Regions from separate parts of the Capsicum annuum genome. Here region 1 is linked to region 2. A link is a contact called in public Hi-C data. All regions are on one chromosome and are shown on one strand. The core of a region is the stretch at or near the end of the contact, and the rest is flanking DNA. Distances in the headings are between cores, read along the strand shown.

Region 1 (3,406 bases), core at 830-3,329, 330 kb before region 2:
GTATACTACCGATTTTGGCCCTGTGATTAATGAAGTTGTTTACCTGTTTAAAAAAAACTGGTATTTATTTAGAAAACATAATTAGTTTGATCGAAGTAAGGTGACACCCATGGTGGAGAGCCGCCAGATGAGTGCGGGTCAAGAGAAGGATTGGCCGGCTTCTAGGCTAGCAAGCTTCTAAATAAGGGGTGCACATGACACCTGAATCGTATATCAGAGTTAGAGATGAAAGTGAAGAGCTTTATAAGGTGTAACACAAGTTCACATGGCGCGTGCACTTTGTACGCGATTATGGCGTAGCCCAAGGGACAAATCCGTGAGGCTTGTTGGGTAGATGGCATGAACTTGATTCTGACAAGTAATAGATTTTTAATAAATAGAATTTTTTTTCGATTGTCCATTCTGAAATAGAACATAACTTCTGCACGACAGCACGTAGTGTGTTTGCACTGTGATGGTAAAGTGACTCCAACAAGCAACTGTCTGTAGAAAGCCTAATTTTGCAACCTGGAGAGTAGTGTGTAAATAACCTGTTGTAACCGGTAAATATGTCCATAGTATGAAAGAAACTGTTTTACTTTTGTATCCGTCCTTTTAGCACTATTGGTACCAGGAATTATGTGCATGTTCGGCAACTTTATGGTTGTGTACTTCTGTGGCCTCTTTATCAGTCTTGCAATTTTCGTCCAATTTACGATTCATATTGATGAGTGAAGATGTTGATGAATTAATTTTTTTCTATGGATTCTTATGTTCTGCAGTTTGTGGATGATGATAAAAGATGTCACTTGGAGCTCAATTACTCATTTGAAATAAGCAAGAGTAGGTAGCCAATGCGTCCCTGCAGCTATTTCTGGCCTTCTTGTAAACTGGATATTCGACTGAATTTTTGTCTTTGGATTGTACCTTGTTTACTTGAGCACATACATAGCAATAGCTTAGCAAATGTGATTTACTTTTTACAGTTGATCTCTTGATGCTTTATATGAGATTTGGTTGCTTTTTGTGTTATTGATATTGCAAAAGGCTTCTTCCCTTGCATTGTTATAAAACAGTGAATTTTTGATATTATTGAGTATCAACTTTATGAAACCAAACAGATAAGAGGAGATAAAAGTAGAAGAAAACGATTCTGGATATTTGCACCTGTATCTTTTGGTACCAAGTCTGTTAAACTTAAGGTTATTCATCAGTCCTTTTCACATGAACTCGTTGGCTTTTAAATGTTCGCTTGTGGTTGTGGAGTTTTAAACTGCTAAAGCTAAACTCTGCCTGAAGGTGTGAAGTTTGATTTTGATGTGGCTAAATTTCAAATATTTCGTCAATTTTGACTATGCTTTAATTATTATATTTTCTCAACTTGGAGTAACTTGAAATTCAAAATTGCAATCCTTAAAGTCATAAGTTTCAAAGTTTTAACGCCACAAAGGGTCAGGTTGAGTATTTATACATCCCACTAAAGTTGAGGACTATCCCATGAAACAAGGGACTTTACATGAGGCATATAAAGATCTTTAATTCTCTTGGTGCCTTTAAAATTAACCTCCTCCATTTCTTCAGCTTCAAAATTGTAAACATGTAACAAAGCATATCCTTCTTCTCTCTCGAAAACTATTTCCTTCGTCGAAGCACAAAGGGGAACAAATCCAGTGATATCATATAACCTATTGATGCTATATCTCTTTAACCAATTCCCACTCTTCAGTATCCATACCTGAATCAGATTCAATGTGGCATGAGTTACAAAGCTCAGGGAGCCTCCAATCTCAACAAGTCTATCGTTTTTGGTGCTGCTGATTGGTAGAGGTATAGTTAGGAATTTCTCATCATGAAATCCCAAGGAGACAACATGCTTACAGCCCTCACTCTGTGGAAGCCAATACAAAGCACCAACTGCTGAAACAGATCTACGAGTAGTGATCAAAACAAATTCTTTTGAATTAGGTCCATCCACTGCATGCCATGATCTTGTAGTAAGGTTCAGGATCTCACAACGAATGTTTCTAGATTCACGGAACAAGTGTACTACTTTATAAGCACCTGTGAAATTGCTGAACATGAACCCATAGCACTCGGTCCCAAAGCCAACCGTTCCAAGGGGCACTCTAATGTGGTTCCGCGTACTTGGATTTATAACAACTAGACCTCCACCATTCCTAATCTTGACAAGGACCAAACCATTGCAGGCAGCCAAAATGCACTCTATGTTCCTCAAATTATCTGGCATACAAACTCTATGGCCTTTACCGCTGAGGATGTCCCAGAAATGGAAATAACATTCAGTCTTATTCGAAGGTAGTGGAAAATCTGAATGTATGATTTCCTCGTGAACGGAACTTTCAGTAATTAGAACTGTCTCAGATTGACGAAAGTGAGCTTCAACAAAAGTTGGACTGTTGATCATGTTGAGAAGCGACTTGCATACGCAACGCAGTCCACACAGAGTCTCAGCTGGAAGTAGAAGAAAAATCTTAAAAAGCAAGTGATCAGGAAGCCAATTTCCCTTGGTCTCTAAATTATCATCCATTTCTTCTTTTGTTTCTCTTGATGTTGTACATCGTTTCAGCTGTTCAAGCGTGATTGTTTCTACAGATGCCAACTTAAGCCACTTTTTACCTCTTGGCAACCTGTCTTTCATGACGTAAATCCACTAAAATCAGAAAGCTCTAAAAGAAATCTGCAGCCAAAACGAAAAAAAATCATTTTAGAAGGAAAAAGCTTCATGCCAGGTGCCAGTACCTCGTTATTCCCTTAGTATTTGTGAGGGTGAGCCACAGGTTTATGAAAATTACAACAATAATTTCCAGCAAAAAATTTTAGCAACCAGATAGTTTCACATAGAAAACTCCCATCATTTTTTTGTACTTACTTAATGCTTGTCTATTCTCACCTTACCTCGCCTTCTTGGCCTTTTTCTCTCCAAAGACAAAAAAAATTACCTTGTCACTACATTTTTTACAAGGAGAACTGCAATGGGAAATTGTGAAAGAAAAAAAATGACAAGGAGCAGCTTTAAGTGGAAAATGGCTTCACAACAGTTTGCTAACTGAAAAAGATTTGAAAATTACTCAATAAATGAAGAAGGATAAGCCAGGAAGACCAACTGTTTAACTAGTTGTCCTTACACTTCATTAAAGAAGAAATTGGATCATATACCTAATTTGTGTGTGTGTGTGTGTATGTGTGTGTGTGTGAGAGAGAGAGAGAGAGCAAGAGGCAGGGAGAGAGATGATGTAGGGCACAATTATTAGATCTAATTTTTAAGTATACAGAATTAAAACATGAACAGGATACTAGCAAGAAGCATCCAAAGATAAAGGTTGCATAAGTCTGACTATATTCATCCTGTTTGCTATTTGCATTCGCATAAAAGAGTTCATCATGAAATTGAGAATATGTAAAAACC
Region 2 (3,274 bases), core at 187-2,686:
ATATTTTTTTACTTTTAATTTTAACTTTACTTTGAATTAATATAGGACAAATATAGGCAACTCCTTAGTGAGTATCGTAGTACTCAGCCTCCTGAAACTCAGGGTGACCCACTACCCCAACATGTAGAGGAGGAGTTATGGGGAAAAGTTGTGGGTCCTGCAGTTAGAGGCCATTACTACGGATACCACAATAATTTTTTTGGCGACAATATTAGGTGTTCTTTCGGCCTTGCATACTTTAGCACTTCAGTTGATAGAGAAACCATTGAAAGACTAGAAAGTACGATTTCTAAACTCGCTGAAGAACTTGTTGAACAGAGAGAGAGGTCGCAGAAAAGGGAGGAGGAAACTTCATCACAAATCAGGATGTTGCAGGAGCAGTTCAGCTCTTTCATTCAGACTGCAGGGGTTATTCCTCCGTGTCCTGGTGATGTTGTTCGGGCTGCAAAAGGACTTGACCTCCTGGATGATATCAGCACAGATGAGGATATGGAAGACGAGGATGAGGACAAATTCGATGATGATGACTTTTAGTTTTTTTACTTTTGTATGTGTTGTACTTTGAATTTAGATATTACGTTGTAGTTTGTACATTTTTGAAACTATTGTTGTAGTTGTTAACACTTTTGAAACTATTGTTGTTCTTTAAATTTACACATTATATTGTAGTTTGTACTCTTTTGAAACTATTGTTGTGTTGTACACTTTTGAAAGCATTTACAATTGTTGATTTTAAAAAAAAAAAATAACAGAATCTACCACAAGTGGTTGTTTTTTTAAAAAAAAAAACGACCACTTGTGGTTGGTTTTTTTATTAAATAAATTAATTAATTTAATAGAAAAGTGGTCGATTTTATATTAAATTAATTAATTTATTTATTAGAAAACTGACCACTTGTGGTCGGTTTTTATTTTTTTATTTTTTAAAAAATTATTTTTCCAAATTTTAAAAACATAATAATAAATTTTTAAAATAAATATATTTTTTTGAAAAACCGACCAATTGTGGTCGGTTTTTAAAAAACTACCAATTGTTTATCGACCACACAGTTTGGTAGGTTTTGTGGTCAGAATTTGGGGAAAACCGACCACTTGTGGTCGATTTTCTCCTTTTTTTTAGTAGTGTCTTAAAATTATTGAATTATATCAAATTCATATTCTAAATTGTTTGAGGAAAGATATGTTCAATGCATTGTTCTCGTGTATTAGTCTTTTATGGTAGATGAGTACTTTCTTCCTTGTTTATACTTAGGTTTATATCTATACATACTTAGACATGGTCAATGTCTCTAAAGCCTCCGATAGGGCGTAGAATGAATTTTTGTTAAGAAAATACTCTTGAGAATAGGCTCTGATCAAATGTTTATTGGTTGGAAGAGCAGAATGTATCCCTTCTAAAAGCTATATATATAAATTCAAAAGAAATGATGAAGTTGTTGGATTTAAATTAATGAGGAGTTCAATGCAAGATGACTCGTTATCACCTTTGTAGTCTTTGGTTTGTGCTAAAAAGGCTGAGGAATGGTCAAACCAGAGGGTTAAGAATGGATGCAAATGGACCTAGTACATCACATTTACTTTTTATTGATGGTTTCATAATTTTTATTCGATGGGTCAATAATCGCAGTGCTAGGGCGATCATTTTACGTGTGTTAAATAGAAGCTAAATATTTGGTCAAGGTGATTAATGTAGACTATTTATTTTAGCAAGAATATTTAGAGGCAGAAAAGAATATAATATTTTTTCTATATCGGGATAGTGCCAAAGAAGTCCAATACTTAGGTTTGCACCACGAATTAGCGGCAGTGATAGGAAGTTCTTAAAAAAGATTAGATTTATTACTAATAGGACACAAGCAACAAGTTGAGGGATATATAGAAAAAACTCTCCCAGGATTTAGGATTCAGGATTTTAGTCTAAGAAAAGAGGTTATATTACAGCTATACCTAGTTATGCTTTTATGTAAAGAACTAGCATCCATGATATCAAACTTCTGATGCAGTCAGAGTTATGGAATAAATAATCAGTGAAGTCTCAATACATGGACTAGATTTTCAGAACTATTGGCATCAAAAACACCATGCATATAAATGATCAGCACTCTTAAAATGAGTAGAGCTATCTCGACTCTATGCTGTAATTACATTCTGATGTGGAACATGTTATTGTGCTAAATTAATACTATACAAAATTTCTTTCATTTGGATGTACAGGTGGTCCAGAACTCCAGATGCTTCCGAGTTTATGATACACAGACGAAGTTGGGTGCGACGCTGTCCCGACGAACATCCAGTCTTTGCTCTCTGAATCGTTTGGCCTTGCTTCTAATGTGTGTGGAATGTACTACTGTTTCTGCAAAACAAAATGTCCATGTCAAAAGGATTATCACTGGTGCTTTAGAGAGTGATGAATTTGATACAACCTTTAGAGAACCACACCCCAAAAGCTAGCTATTAAAGTAGAAGAGCCAACGTTATATAAGCCCCACGTAGTTCGCTATTAGACACTGATGTGGGACTCAAGTCCCATTTCCTTGCAATAATTATCGTAACAAAACCACCATGCTAAGGTTCTTGAATATTCAAACTTGGAGAGCAAAGAACAAGATCCCCCCCCTCTCTCCTCCCTTCTTGAAATTGGAAAGCTCTTATTTTGGAGGAAACCCAATTCTATAGTTGCCAATAACTTCTTCCATCTCTCAGAAAGAAAGTCAGGAGCATCAGATAGGATTTACTCGAGGGAAGGCACAGCACTACAACAACAACAAACCCAGCGAACTCCAACAAATGGAGTCAAAAGCACAACACACTCACTTAAAAAGTTGCCCACTTTTTGCCCCCCGAAACTAAAGTTTAAAGCACCAAGAACATCACTAAATCATACATTATTAAATAAAATGACCGTCCTTTTTGAAAAAGTATTAAAATAAAATGACATTTTTTATGAAATAATAAAATAAAATGAACATCATTATTCTGCTCCCTTCAAGGAATAAGTCGGTCATGCCTTGATCAGCTGAGCTATGTAAATCAGTAAATGTACTTCCAAAATATCAAGGTAATGGGGGACAAGTGATCATCCCTTTTGTAGAAGCACAAAGTACATTTTAGCAAGTCTTGGTCCTGTTATCACATATTTTGGTTCTCATTTATGCTTCCATAGGATAATTAGCTGCAGAATTGTTCTTTATCCTTCTAACAAAGAAAGAAGCACACCTTAAAAATCATACATAGTGTGACAGGAGATGAGATGTAGAATTCTTCAATCTGCAAC

Evidence for each region. A called contact is a pair of places that touch in the nucleus more often than the background predicts.
Region 1: a contact with region 2 is called in a Hi-C map of leaf, with 5 times the contacts expected there. The contact joins two enhancer-like sites. A contact is called at or near these places in 2 of 5 Hi-C or Micro-C datasets (leaf and placenta).

Annotation. Positions count from the first base shown.
Region 1 is chr3:41,851,329-41,854,734 of UCD10Xv1.1, reverse strand. LOC107863894 (putative F-box protein At2g02030) reads right to left here. Exons shown (of 3, transcript XM_016710082.2): 3 at 1,371-2,677. The coding sequence starts at 2,638. The coding sequence ends at 1,457. It overlaps LOC107863892 (rho GDP-dissociation inhibitor 1-like), which reads left to right. Exons shown (of 5, transcript XM_047409313.1): 5 at 762-1,011. The coding sequence ends at 830. Among protein-coding and RNA genes, the nearest start is that of LOC107863894, 5.9 kb to the right of the region's middle. Within about 2 kb of position 2,079, at least 1 of the 5 cell types and tissues checked has an H3K27ac peak or open chromatin away from gene starts, as enhancers often do. A contact at or near this core is called in leaf, where this site is marked.
Region 2 is chr3:41,521,278-41,524,551 of UCD10Xv1.1, reverse strand. LOC107863897 (phospholipid--sterol O-acyltransferase) reads right to left here. Exons shown (of 16, transcript XM_047409309.1): 15 at 3,217-3,274; 16 at 1,982-2,353. The coding sequence ends at 3,225. Among protein-coding and RNA genes, the nearest start is that of LOC107863897, 51 kb to the right of the region's middle. Within about 2 kb of position 1,436, at least 2 of the 5 cell types and tissues checked have an H3K27ac peak or open chromatin away from gene starts, as enhancers often do. A contact at or near this core is called in leaf, where this site is marked.